Linked DNA regions of Callithrix jacchus: region 2 is linked to region 1. The links are chromatin contacts, called in public Hi-C maps. All regions are on one chromosome and are shown on one strand. The core of a region is the stretch at or near the end of the contact, and the rest is flanking DNA. Distances in the headings are between cores, read along the strand shown.

Evidence for each region. A called contact is a pair of places that touch in the nucleus more often than the background predicts.
Region 2: a Hi-C map of skeletal muscle shows a contact between it and region 1, with 4 times the contacts expected there. The contact joins two enhancer-like sites. A contact is called at or near these places in 2 of 3 Hi-C or Micro-C datasets (both in skeletal muscle).

What each region holds. Positions count from the first base shown.
Region 1 is chr10:30,030,222-30,036,964 of calJac240_pri, forward strand. No RefSeq gene overlaps it. Among named protein-coding and RNA genes, the nearest start is that of ST14, 63 kb to the left of the region's middle. Within about 2 kb of position 2,995, at least 2 of the 16 cell types and tissues checked have an H3K27ac peak or open chromatin away from gene starts, as enhancers often do. A contact at or near this core is called in skeletal muscle, where this site is marked.
Region 2 is chr10:30,700,115-30,707,206 of calJac240_pri, forward strand. All of the region lies in intron 8 of SNX19 (sorting nexin 19), which reads right to left. Among named protein-coding and RNA genes, the nearest start is that of SNX19, 18 kb to the right of the region's middle. Within about 2 kb of position 4,462, at least 6 of the 16 cell types and tissues checked have an H3K27ac peak or open chromatin away from gene starts, as enhancers often do. A contact at or near this core is called in skeletal muscle, where this site is marked.

The DNA of each region.
Region 1 (6,743 bases), core at 1,745-4,244:
CTGTTCACTGCTGTTATCTGCAATGTCTCCTGTGAGTCATTCAATGCTTACAAATGGAAATGAGGAGGAATTGCAGGCAGCAGAATTTGTACATGTCTTTGGAGCGCTCAAGCCCACCAACCTGGTTTAGTGGAAGTTACATTCTGTTGGAGAGTTAGTAACTTAATAACTAAATAACCAGCTAATGACTTAATTTGCATGACTACAACGGGGGGCGGGAATCTCTCCTTTAGCCTAATTCTGAAGCCCAACTCTTGAACTTGGTCTAATTCTTGTTTCATTTTCTCTTTGGGAAAGTTTCCTCTCGAAAAACGAACAAGAAAGGGAGGTTGCCTAAGCATTTACGGAGGCCATGTACTTGGTGTTGCTACATCGTAGAATACAGCCGCTGTTCTCTACTGCGCAGAGATGAGACCTGGACTGAAGATCAGGCCACCTCTCCCCAACTTCTGTCTCCTTCAGCCTGGATGTCACGAACAAGCACCCCTTCCTCTCCAGCCCCACTCCCATCCCCTTCTGGGTTCTTACCCAAAGTTCTACTGAAACTCAGGGGTCTTAGTTAAGTCCATATACATCCCTTTAATCTGCTTTTAATCTTTCTAGAGAGGGCTCTGCTAATGTTGTTCCTGTGCTTGAAAATGTGAGATGATTCCCACCAAATACAGCTGCTGCAGTTCTTCAGGTCTTTTCTGACCTGGTGCTGGCCTAGTTTATAAGGTTTTCTTCCACTCTTTCCCCCAGGGATCCTACAAGGCTCAGCAAGTTACACTTCTTCTGTTCCCTCAACCTGTGAGGCTGCATATTGCTTCCTGGAGTCATCTCCTTGTCCCTCACTTGTCTGTACAAATCCTACATCTCTTCTCAAGAAGACCCAGCTCAAGTGTCACCTCTGCCACGCTGCCTTCCCTCACTCCTCCAGCCAGGTCTCTCTCTTTTTCAAATTTCCAAAGTATACTTTTTGGTGTTTCTCTCATGGCAATTAGTTATTTCTATCAGTTGTACTTCTGCAATTCTTATTTCTGCTTACTTCCATAAGCTCCTTAAGGGCAGAGACTTCATTCAAACAACCTTGGGCCTGGGGAAACCCTTGGTACAAAAAACAGATATGATCACTGTCCTAGTGGAACTTAATGTAATGGGGTTTAGTCCAACTGTTTTTAAATAGTTACCATAGTAATAGAAGCGCAGGATATTATGTGAACATAATATGAAGTCCCAACGTAGTGGGGAAGGCTCTGGGAAAGCTTCCTTAAGAAAAGATACTTAAGGCCAGGCGTGGCGGTTCATGCCTGTAATCCCAGGACTTTGGGAGGCCGAGGCAGCCAGATCACTTGAGGTCAGGAGTTTGGGACTGGCCTGGCCAACATGGCGAAACCCCATCTCTACCAAAAATACACAAAATTAGCCGGGCATGGAGGCGAGCACTTGTAATCCCAGCTACTTGGGAGGCTGAGGCAGGAGAATCACTTGAACCCAGGAGATGAAAGCTGCAGTGAGCTGACACTGTGCCACTGCACTCCAGTATGGGTGACAGAGCAAGACTCCGTCCCCTCCCCCCGCAAAAAAGATACTTAATGTTGAACTTGATGGATGAGGAAACCAGGTGAAGGGGAGAAAAATGGCAGATGCCAGTGTTCTAAAGAACAGGTTGGGGAAATTCTAGCCAGGCTGATAGCAGTTGTTCTGAGGATTAAAGTTAGTATTAATTCGTAACTCATACAGCCTTCTATTTCACTTAAAAGTGAGGGCTGGATACGGTGGCTCAAGTCTGTAATCCCAGCACTTTGGGAGGCCAAGGCGGGTGGATCACCTGTCGAGTTTGAGACCAGCCTGACCAACATGGAGAAACCCTGTCTTTACTAAAAATGCAAAACTAGCTGGACGTGGTGGCACACGCCTGTAATCCCAACTACTTGGGAGGCTGAGGCAGGAGAATCGCTTGAACACGGGAGATGGAGGTTGTGATGAACCAAGATGGATTGCACCATTGCATTCCAGCCTTGGCAAGAAGAGCAAAACTCGGTCTTAAAAAAAAAAAGTAAGATGCTGAGACATTTGCTGAAGTGAGAGTTGAGGCTACTCATCAGGTGGCAGGATGAAAATAATTCTAGGTATTCTGTCCTAAAGTTCCCGGACAAGAACCGCTAAGCACTGTAATAAATTGAGCTTATGACCATTTCTTGGCAACATTTAATCATTCATTCGACAGGTTTTTGAGTTCTCTGTACCAGGTACTACAGAGGACGCACAAATAAAAGGCATACTCCCTGACCTCAAGAATTTAGTCAGGTGAGTGCGATGCCAGTGTCTTGTAGTAACAGACAAGGCTTCTGTAGTGGTCACAATACATGAGGCATGGTTCTAAGCATTTTACATGTAACTGACTCAATTCTCACAACTACCCTGAGGTAGATTTTGCAAGGCTGTGTGGCTAAGTGGTTTGGTAAAGCCAAACAAAATACGGGAGTGAGTCAACCTCAAACCCTGGGTAGGCAGAAGGGGAGAGTGAGGATTGAGGGGTGGGTCCAGGGGAGCGGGGGGGGGGGGGGGGGGGAGGGCAGGAGGCTTTACGCAGGGCAGTGGCCTGATTAGAAAGATGACTCCAGTAGCAATGCCAAGAATGGACTGGAAGGAAGCCCAGCTGAAGGGAGGGAATGGCAGCAGAGGCTGGTGCTGTTATTAGGCCAGAAACCACACAGGCTCAAATTAAGCTAGAAGCAGCAGGGATGGAGAAAATAATGGAAAATGTTAACAACAGGGATGGGAAGGATAGCCGTGCGGAGGTATTAAATAGGTAAGAGCATGTGAGAAAAAACTGACCAGTGCACATCTTTAGAAAGTGGTCAGGAGCAATTCTTTTCACACCGTAAAAGTTATAATGGCTCTTCTGTAAGGTAATTTAGATACAAACCACCTGCAGAATTCATATTTCACTCCAGCATTACCTTCCCTGAAAGGTTTCACAAACTGCCAGTGCACAAAAGAACCCCAATTTCTGTTCTTCCAGGAACTGTGCTGGGAGACAGCAGAGTCCAGGACCCCAGCCCTGTTCACAGCCTGATTTCTCAGTGGTTTTCTCCCCGTAATGGGCGAGAAGGGCACCGTCTATGTGGCTCACACATCTGTTACTACTTTTCCTGTTTATCTTACTGGGTTTCTGAAGATCAAATAGCTGAAAGTGCTAGCATTTTATGAACCATAAAACAAACTAAAAAGGATTGTTTACTAATTTTTTGAGTCATTTGCATTCAACAAAGAATTCTGTTCCTGGACAAAAGTTACCTTGTATACAGGTCCTGCTATATGTACTGTTGTTTACTTGCCAAAGAGAGCATTTCTGTCTAAGCCCCAATTTAAAATAGGCTACAGAACATTTATTTGGTGTAGTATTTTCTTGTTATGCCCTAAGGCAACTTTTTCAACAGAGGGTCTCTAGATGGCAACAATCATCAAAGGCAAGTCATTCGAGCTGGCCTTTACTGGGGGGTGTGTGTGGTACTGAGGCTAACTTTCAAGGTCCCTGGTAAACAAGACACTCACTAAGTGACTTCCAGCCAAAGGTAGCCAGAAATGTTAAGTCATGGAAAGAATTAGGCAGGTGTGGAAGATAGGGTGTGGGATGTGAGAAAGCCTTGCAAAACTATGCTAATGCCAGCTCCTCTCACTTATCTACAAAATACACATAAACATTTTAATTTTTCAGAAAAATTCAACTAAATGAATTGGAATTTAAGAAAACAAAATAGATTTCCGTTTGTTTAGGGTGTTCAAACCCTAGTTATAAATCTATTTGTTCAAGAGGACTGACTTTCTAGATTGAATATGCCTTGTCTTAGTTTTTCTATCTGTATAGAAGTTTACTCCCGGCCAGGTGCGGTGGCCCACGCCTGTAATCCCAGCACTTTGGAAGGCCGAGGTGGGTGAATCACGAGGTCAAGAGATTGAGACCATCCTGGTCAACATGGTGAAACCCCGTCTCTACTAAAAATACAGATAGTTAGCTGGGCATGGTGGTGTGTGCCTGTAATCCCAGCTACTCAGGAGGCTGAGGCAGGAGAATTGCCTGAACCCAGGAGGCGGAGGTTGCGGTGAGCTGAGATCACGCCATTGCATTCCAGCCTGGGTAACAAGAGTGAAACTCCGTCTCAAAAAAAAAAAAAGGTTACTCCCCCAAAAATAAATATATTAAATTGTGGGATTTGATGTTGTTACAAGCAAGTTCTCCCCCTTTAAACCTTTGGTATGTTTGCAGACTTTGTTAACTTTCTGTTAAGTTCTTAGAACCAAAATTCCTGTTCAAAAAAGAAAAAGCCCAGCTACTAATTTCTGCTCTATCAGTTGATACACATCTTTGGTCATTACTTTTACTATCTATCATTCTCTGAAAGGAATCTTTCTGGTACATAATTTATATGTAAGTATGCAAAGCAAACTGACAGGTTCTCACTGTCACCCAGGCTGGAGTGCAGTGGTGCAATCTCAGCTCACTGCAGTCTTGACCTTCCAGGTCCAAGCAATTCTCCCGCCTCAGCCTCCTGAGTAGCTGGGACTACAGGTGCAAGCCACTAAGCCCAGTGTGGGTTTTTTTTGTACAGATGATGTCTTCCTATGTTGTCCAGACTGGTCTTGAACTCCTGGGCTCAAGTGATCCTCCTCCTTCAGTCTTCCAAAGTGCTGGGATTACAGGTGTGAGCCACCATGGTTGGCAAGGATATATCTGTTTCCAGTTCTACATTCTGCACTTAGACGCTTCATCTGTGGCCAAGGCTACTGAAGAACCCAACATTTTCTGACCTTGAATGATTTGGTAAATTGTTAAAAATGCTCAACACATTGGAATGAAAGAGTATGCTTCTTAAAAGTTACCCTCTTCCTCTCTGAACTTAACTCTAAAATGATCCAGGTAGCTTGGGGTCAATAAAATAATTTTCTTTGCCCATTACTGCCATTCTAAAAACCAGTATTGTCAAAATCCACATCAATGAATCTAAACTTTTCCTTCCTCAGGATCTCATAGATTCATTACCTATGTTTCCCCCTACTAGGTACCTATTTTTTACTCCCTGGTGGTAAGATATCGTTGAAATGGCACCAATTGGTCTCTAGTGAATAAAATATGACTTGAGAATCAGAGCAACTTTGAAAGATGCAACCCATCCATGAGTACCTAGCTTTATACAAGAACCTGATTCAACAGCTCTAGGATTGGATGAGTTCCTCTAACTAGCTGCCTTTACACTCTCCTTCCAAGGTAGAGTACGGTGTTTGTGAGATCTTTGCACTTACGCTTCTTACTTTACCAAAAATTGACATGTGCTGTCTAATGTCATCCTACTTTGTACACTCTAAGTAGATAATTATTTAAGTAATGAATTACTCTGATGCCTTTTCTCACTCACATGACCTCGGCCAACACCACCATCCAGCAAACAACAAATAACAACAGCAGGAAGTTTTATTCCATAAAGTGTAAGATATTTTAATGAGAAAACAAAAACAAAACCAAACCTTAGTCTCATGTTTCTATCTAAAGACACTCAAAACTAGTTTTCCCTTGCCCATCCCTTTCCTAACTGCAACTTTATTTGTGACCATGTAATAAAGGCCAGTTTAAAGATTTTTTTTTAAAAAAAGTTTAAACCTTTTTTAAAAAGATTAAACAATCAGGCTAGCAAAAAGGTACTCAATACATATTTTCCTTATATCAAACAAGCTAATATTTCAGTACAATATAACTATACAGAATATATACAATACACTTATGTTCACAAAGCAAACACTATAGGCTCAGAACAGATTTGAAAAAACATGATATTCACATTGATTACAATAACTCTAAAAATGATTGTAACGTTGAAACGGCACTTAGTTTACAAAAAGTCACAAAAATATATATATATATATATATATATATATATATATATATATATGTGTAGTCACCAAGAACTATGGTTCCTGTAAAATACTAATAGCCAGATACTAGTATATAAAATGTGAAGTTCTGACATTGTATACATTTTTTGGAAATAAAACAAAATCCAAAACCATTTTTGTTATTGTCAAAAGTCAAACATGCCAAGTAACTTAGCTATGGCCAGTGTCACCAAGTAAAGCCATACTTGAATGAGATGACGACTGGATACAAAGCTGGTGAACTGGGGACTGGCACAGTTAAGAGCTGTACTAGTTCTAGGAAAGGAGTAGAAGACATAAAAACACCCATCTATGTAATTTAATTCACATTTTTTCCCCTGCATCACCTTCCCTTGAGAGTTTCACAAAATGCCAGTACCCAGAAAGAATCATAATGCTATAACTGGCAGGGTAAAAAAGTCCCTCCCACCCCGACTTCCTTGCTGCCGGGCTATAGGCAAACATTAAAGCATGCATCAGCTACACAAAGCCATCAGTCACCCATCTGGAAGACCATGGTGTACAGTTTCCGCCTAGGCTGGTTGCACTAGGAAGTACTCCAGTTTTTAAATGGAGCCAGATTTATGTTAGCCCTGTAAAATATTGAGCTACTGTAGCAGCAAATATGAAATTACAGAACAAAAACAAAATTTTTTAAAAAATTCATTTCTATTACATCAAAAAATTTTTCCTTCAAATCTGTCTCCTTTAACCAAACAACAGTTTCTTCTGTCACTTATTTCTGGTCTATTACCTCAATCTGACTTTTTCATTATGCTTCTCTGGAAAAAAAGACATTTCTAAATCCTGGAGAAGATTAAATTTACTCT
Region 2 (7,092 bases), core at 3,212-5,711, 670 kb after region 1:
GCTGAGCGCGGTGGCTCAAGCCTGTAATCCCAGCACTTTGGGAGGCCGAGGCGGGTGGATCACGAGGTCAACAGATCAAGACCATCCTGGTCAACATGGTGAAACCCCGTCTCTACTAAAATTACAAAAAATTAGCTGGGCATGGTGGCGTATGCCTGTAATCCCAGCTACTCTGGAGGCTGAGGCAGGAGAATTGCCTGAACCCAGGGGGCGGAGGTTGCGATTAGCCAAGATTGCGCCATTGCACTCCAGCCTGAGTAACAAGAGCGAAACTCCATCTCAAAAAAAAAAAAAAAAAAAAAATCAAAAGTGAGCATTAACATATGGTTGCTTCTCCAAAACCAAGTTAATGGGAGAGAGCGAAACAGTCTCCATCCACGGCTGAAAGTAATAGGAAACATTCTTGATTATATAACAGGTTGACAAGATTCCTAACATCAGGGTTATTCAGCACTGACAAGCTCCACCGTAGTGACTATATAATGTGTAGGATTTGGTGATCACAAAAGACCCTGAATTTAGGTCCAACTAATTTATAGAGAATATTGACAAAATTCTTTCAATTCAGATGTCCAGCTGGTCTCATCACCACAGACTCTGTTCTGCTCACTCTATTCTGAATGAATCAGCTCCAGTGCTGAATTTTTAACAGGTGAGATCCATTCAAAGGGGCAACTTCGTGTCATCCGCACTGCGCCGAGAAGAAAGCATATGTTGAAGATGCATTAGAGCAGAAGGAAGAAGGGTGAAAGATGAAAGACACAGGGCTTATCTAAAAGTCACTGGCACTAAGGATTAGATAGATAAGTGGTCTCTAAATCTTGGAGCAAGCCAGGAAATGGCTTCAATATTACTGTATCAACACTAGGGCAGGGGAACCTAAAACTGCAAAATCAACAGGTCTTCCTCAAAGGACAGTGATGGTATTGTTTAACCTGCAGTGCCACCTGGTGCCCATATGGAGAATTTCTGTACCCATGCCATGCAGCAAGAGTTTGGTAGGCTTTCTGTCACCTATTTGAAACAAAAGCAATACACATCCAGAAAGCAGCTGGCTAAAAGTATTCCAAATTACTTTTTATTTGAAAGTATAAATAATGCCCCTTCTCCTGTTTTAAAACGTTTTAGTGCCTAGAATGTTATTTAGTCTAAATGACAACTATCTTAACAAGATCTAGCTTTGTTATATTTTCCTCTATAAAGCCTCCCTAACATTTACCTGTAAATTATCTCTTATCCCCCCAAAACTTCATAAGCTAGGCTATGATTCCCATTTGGAGAGTAACGGGCAAGGAAGTTAAGTGGATTGTTCTAAGTCACATAGATAGCCTTAAAGCAAGATTTGAATTCAGATCTGACTTCAAAGCCCATGCTCTGGCTTTCCATGTAGAAGGAAAGAGGTGGAGAAAGCATACCACCAGGAGATGCTTCCAGAGAGGGTAGGCTCTGTAGGGCTTCACGCTGGGAGGCCCAGGTTGGAGTGGGCATTGCACCCTTTGGAGAGAGCCATTAGAATGGGAGATGCCGTGAAGGGCCCCCTAAAAACCTCTTTGCTTAGGGCCTACCATGGTTCTGGGAATCAGAATACCCCAATTAATTGAAGACCTGGGTACGCCTTGTGTGAAGACAATGAAAGATTCAGTTTTCATTTTGCAGCTGGTCCCCTGCAGTACTAAGGAACCCCTAAGATTCTTACTAGTGTTAAGCAGAGGGACTAACTCCAGTAGAATGACGTGTGATCTTTTACGTTCATTTATTTGACACAAATTTATTAAGTGCTTTCTATGTATTATGGAGCTGGGTGCTGAAAGTATAATGGTTAATAAGACATAGTCCCTGCCCTCAGGAGGCTGACATACAATTTAAAGCTGTTATCAAAATGTCAAGCGCTTAGGTTCCTGTTTGCAGTCACAGATGGGCAAGAGACACCAACAACCTAACTTGAAAAAAAAAGGCTGAGATTTAAATACCTCAGGATATTCTGGTTTCTTTGTTAACTTTTACAACGAGCAGTTCTGCACCTCTACTTGAGTATATCAGACTTCAAGAGCACACACACAGAAATGCAAACACAATGCAAAGGCACATGGCTGTCAGCTACCACTCACCTGCTACAATCAAAGACATATTCCAGGAGAGACTGTCACCACGTGACAGGAAAAGCATGATGTCTACACCCATCCTAAGATGAGTGTAAAATAAGTGACACCCAAGAAATATGACAGGTAGAATACTCACATGACGGGAAACTGCTAGGGCCCATCCTGGCCTAGTCTACAGCAGTCAAGACCTTCCCTTTGGCATGGCCTAATGCAAGAGGCATGAGACAAGCAGCACTCCTTCCCAAGGAGCCACAATACAATCTGAGTAAAGCCATCAATGAGAAAAATTAATTTCAGCAACTCTTAAAAACATCCCACATCAATGAATAGAGAGCCAGAAAATCATGGAGAATTCTGAAGACATAGACTTGAGTTAATTTTGCATCTGGGGGTCTTGCAAAGCATATTTCTAGAGAGGCTGTGCATAGGAAGAGATTGGGTATAAGACACAGCCAGGCACCAGAGCTGAACTGGAAGAAAAAGTTACATAGCAAAGGAAAAAACTGTAATCTATGCTTCCTGAGAAACTCTCGAGTCTTAACTTTGATAACGTTTTCCTGATTGTGAAGAGGATGTAAATAGAGATACCTAAGAGACAATCCTTGGTTCAGAAGTGCTTTAAAATAATTTATATGCTACCATTAGACGCATGTGTCCCTAAGACCAGCCAGATGGAAAACAAGAGGCTAGATGGGAATAAGGCAAGGGAATTTTCAGGTGAACCCAATTCTAGCGGCCATTGCTTTGCAGGAAAGCTTTCACGGAGGGGAGGCAGTGCAGGGCAGTGGGAAATGTATGACCTCTGAGGCCAGGATGACTCAAGTGGAATCTTAAGGTGTGGTTGTTAGTACTTTCATGATTGTGGAATGCTATTTTATCTGAAAATAATTTTTGTCACTTATAAAACGTAGAAATATGTGTCTGTCTCACAGAATTGATCATTAATACAAAGAGTACATAGCTGCTTCCTTGGTATCATTAACAATAAATATCGGTTCCTTTCCCACTGCAATTATTTGTGTCCTTCTGGTGGCAGACCTGGAGATTCTCTTAAGAAATAACCAATGTCACAAAGACCTCTTATCTACCTGCTATTTAGACATGCCCACCAAGAAGCAGGCCCTTGAAGTAGAGTTCCACTCAGCACTTTTGATTCTGGGATGTTCTAAGAGAATAGTGGAAGCAAGAGGGTTCATGGTCAACCTTTTCCAACTGTCCTGAGGGGAGATGAACATCATGCCTTGCAGCACAGCATTCTCCAGTGCCCCCAGACTCTGCCACTACTCTCCTGACCTTTCCTAGGAGATGGTTTACAGGGAGACATCTTTTCTAAGAAAATGATTCCAAGGTCTGGTGTAAGGTCCGGAACTTGCCGTCAATTTTCTCCTGGGTCCCCTGCTTGTTGGACTCCTTAAACTGTACATCCTTTCTTTTCTTCTTCCTCTCTGTATGCTTCCTAACTTTACATGCTTTATACTCTTCTCTGCCAGAAACTTTCCCCCCCTGCTTTCTGCCAAGCCATTCCATTCCTACATACCCCTAACACTCATACGTACACACACACACACACACACACACACACACACACTCTCTCTCTCTCATACACACACACACACACACACACACACACACACACACACACACACACACATTCTCTCTCTCCCCCCCGCCCCGCTTTAACTGAGAAATCCTGACACAGATGCCAGGAATGTGTCTGCTGCCCTTTTCACACAGGTCTGATGCCATCATCGGGGGCATGGGGAGGGCAGTGCTGCAGACGTGGCATTCACGTATTCTGTTGCTGGCCTGGTTCCTATTTTTGTTGTGGCATTGCTCTGAGTGTCCAGGCTGGGCGCTGGTCCAGCTTCTTCTCATTCCTTCATTCTCCATCAGAGATCCATACCAATCCTACCCCTTACCTTGGCTGGATCTTCCTGCCCCAAACCTCCTACTATCAATGGAGCACAGTGTATGTCTCCTCTTTCCCTCCAACCCGGTCTAGTTCCGAGTACTTGCCCAATTTGCTAAAACTGATTCTGATGTACGCAGAGATATTTTCAAGTTTCTTCTGTTTTCGGACATGAGCAGAGTTTGCACAAGCCGGATTCGCTCCTTGGCTCAGACTGCTATCTGCTCTCCCCTTCCCCTCCCTTGGTCTCTCATTCCAAATAAGGAGTGCTTCTTGTTACATAATTGGATGTTCCCAGCACAGAAGCTGACACATGAGGTTAAGTGCACATGCATGCAAGACTTCCCTTTGACTTAACAATGCCTTTTTTGGGCATCTAACTTCTCTTCAGCTCCCCTCCCCACTTCTTTCCACATCATCAACAATCAAGGGAGATTTATAAGCCTGGCTCAGATCAGAGCTCTTCCAACTTTGGCTCAGAAGGAGAGGTTATGAGGTCGAACTTACTCCGTTTTTTTGTTTTTTCCTTTGCAGGATAGAGTGTGTTTATAATTTGACAGAAGTCTGTAGTGTCTAAGGAGGTAATGCATTTAGGTCTTTTAAAGGTGCAAGGAGGGTATACAAATTTGGAAGCAGAAGAAATAAACTTGCTGCTTGGAGATAATAATACTGGAGGTTAGAAAATGAGGACATTTTAAGGAAGAGATGCACACAAATCTGGTGACTACAGCATCCCTCATGCTCAAACTGCAGTGTGTTCCAGACAACTAGAGAAGTGGCAGTACCAGCTTTAGCACCAACACTAAACTACCCGGCTCTTTTAAGCACAGAACTTAAAGGAAGAGAACCCAAGGACCCTGCAAATGCATATGGCTCAGCTACCTGTGTTTTCAGGGAGGGCAAACATGTAGCCTCCTAGGCAGCAGTCGTGGGGATGGGAGACAGCAGGACCTCACATCACGCCTCTTGCGGGAGACGCAGCGGGGACAGTGGAGAGGTGCTGCAGCTCTGGAGATGTCAAGTTTCCAGCATAGCAAATAAAGCTGAAGTGTGTAACAATGCACAAATCACTTTTTAACATAAAAAACTGCAACTGTCACGGGGACAGTAACATGGGCCACCTCTAGATTACAGCAGTGCCCTTATGTTAGACACAAGTGTGTAGATACGAAGATGAAGTTTAGATTCTACAAATTGCTTGATTATCTCCAGTACTTGGAGACAAAGATTTTGGGGTTGGTTTTTATCCAGCTGAATTACAGGGCAAAGATCTGATCCTGAAATTTAGACAATCAACACAACTATAAATCAGAAAAACCTGGGTTCAACTTCGGCTTGTGATATTTATTAACTCTATGATTTTGATTAGATAACCCACATTCTTTGTAAGCCTTAGTTTCCTCATCTTTAAAATGAGGGTCATAATACCGCTTTCACAGGACTTTTGGAGGAATTAAATGATATTAGCTTGTTGCAAAAATAATTCAGGCTTTTTAACAGCATGTGCATGGTAGTGTTCAGTACGGTATTTGCACTAAGTAAACGCTCAATAAACATTTGCTGGGCAGTAAATATGCTCACGCTGAGGAGATTATCAATGTTTACACTCTGAATGCTAAAATAAGTTCCATATCTCTCATGCACAGGGGGCTTGCAGGTATGAGACCATGGGCCACAGGTGCCAGATCTCTGGAACCTCTGGAGGAAGAACTGGTTCTTTATTTAGATACCACGACTTCTAGCTTCCTATTGTAAGGAGGCTTCAGGAACACTGAAACCAGCTTTAAGGTACTTGAGAAAAAGGCCAAAAATGTCATTAAAAAGATGGGAAAAATGACTGGTAGGGATACATGAATGGCCTTAAACAGAGAAGTATGAGATTCTTCATTTGATTCTAGTCTGTGGAAGTTTGCACTGAGAAGACTGCTAAACCAGATGTAGTTTTAATACAAAACAAAATATGCTACGGGTAAAGTTGGATTAGATATAAGTAAGAACTTGCTGACAGGAAGGGATATGAGATAACTGAACATGTATGAAACATTCACCTGGAAATATGAAGGATGAACAAAGATTAAAGACCACAGTTACAAGTTTTTCAAAAGTAACTAGCCACAAAATTCTATTCTCACACAATATTCACAGTGGCTTCATTCAAATTCACCAAACATTTTCAGAATTTTCTCACTTTTCCCATCATAATAGTGATGCCTTTTCACAAAATAGAACAAAACAAAACAAAAAAACAACAAAAACTCAGAATGTGAAAAGAATAGAACGTCAAAGGAAATTCAATTGTGAGCCCCTCATGGCATGAGCTATATTGGGGTTTGCTAAGTCTTCATTCACCAGACTTTACCCAGCCAACTGGAGTTGGGTGTAGTCAGGGAACGTCAGGGATAGGAATGGAAAGGTGAGGAAAATGCCTGGGCAACACAGCGAGACCCCAACTTAATCAAAAAATTAAAAAAATTAGCTAAGCCTGCAGTCCTAGCTACCTGGGAGGCTGAGGTGGGAGGATGGCTTGAGCCCAGGAGATTACAGGGAGCCATGACTGCAGCACCTCTACACTCCAGCCTGGGCGACAGAACAAGATCCCATCTCATTGATATTTCACATTTTGACATTTTATGCTCCATATGCGAAAAATAAATGATAAAGAAATCTCACAGCCTCTGCTCTGACCTCTAAAATGACCCCTGTCTTCGCCATGTCTACCATACACCAGGAGCTTGCTTCCTTTGCATTTAACTTTTCTGTCTTAGCTCTCCCAGGACCTTGAATGCATGAAATACCCCTTCTGCGATCATTCTCTAACTCTCAGAACATGTCTTCCTTTATCTGGTCTAGCCCAAACCCTTGAATATTCAGAGTTATTCAAACTTCAGGTAAACTTTTTCCTACCCCTTTTATATAAGGATCTCAATCTTTTTTGAATTTATCCTAACTCGTCTATACTTTTATGCTCATACTGAATAATTTCTTGTGTTCTGAAGCCAACTTGTCATGTAAATGACTTCAAGGGGAAGAGGTCATTAATGATCACAGACTAGCTAGTTTTTGGATCTTCTCATATTTTTT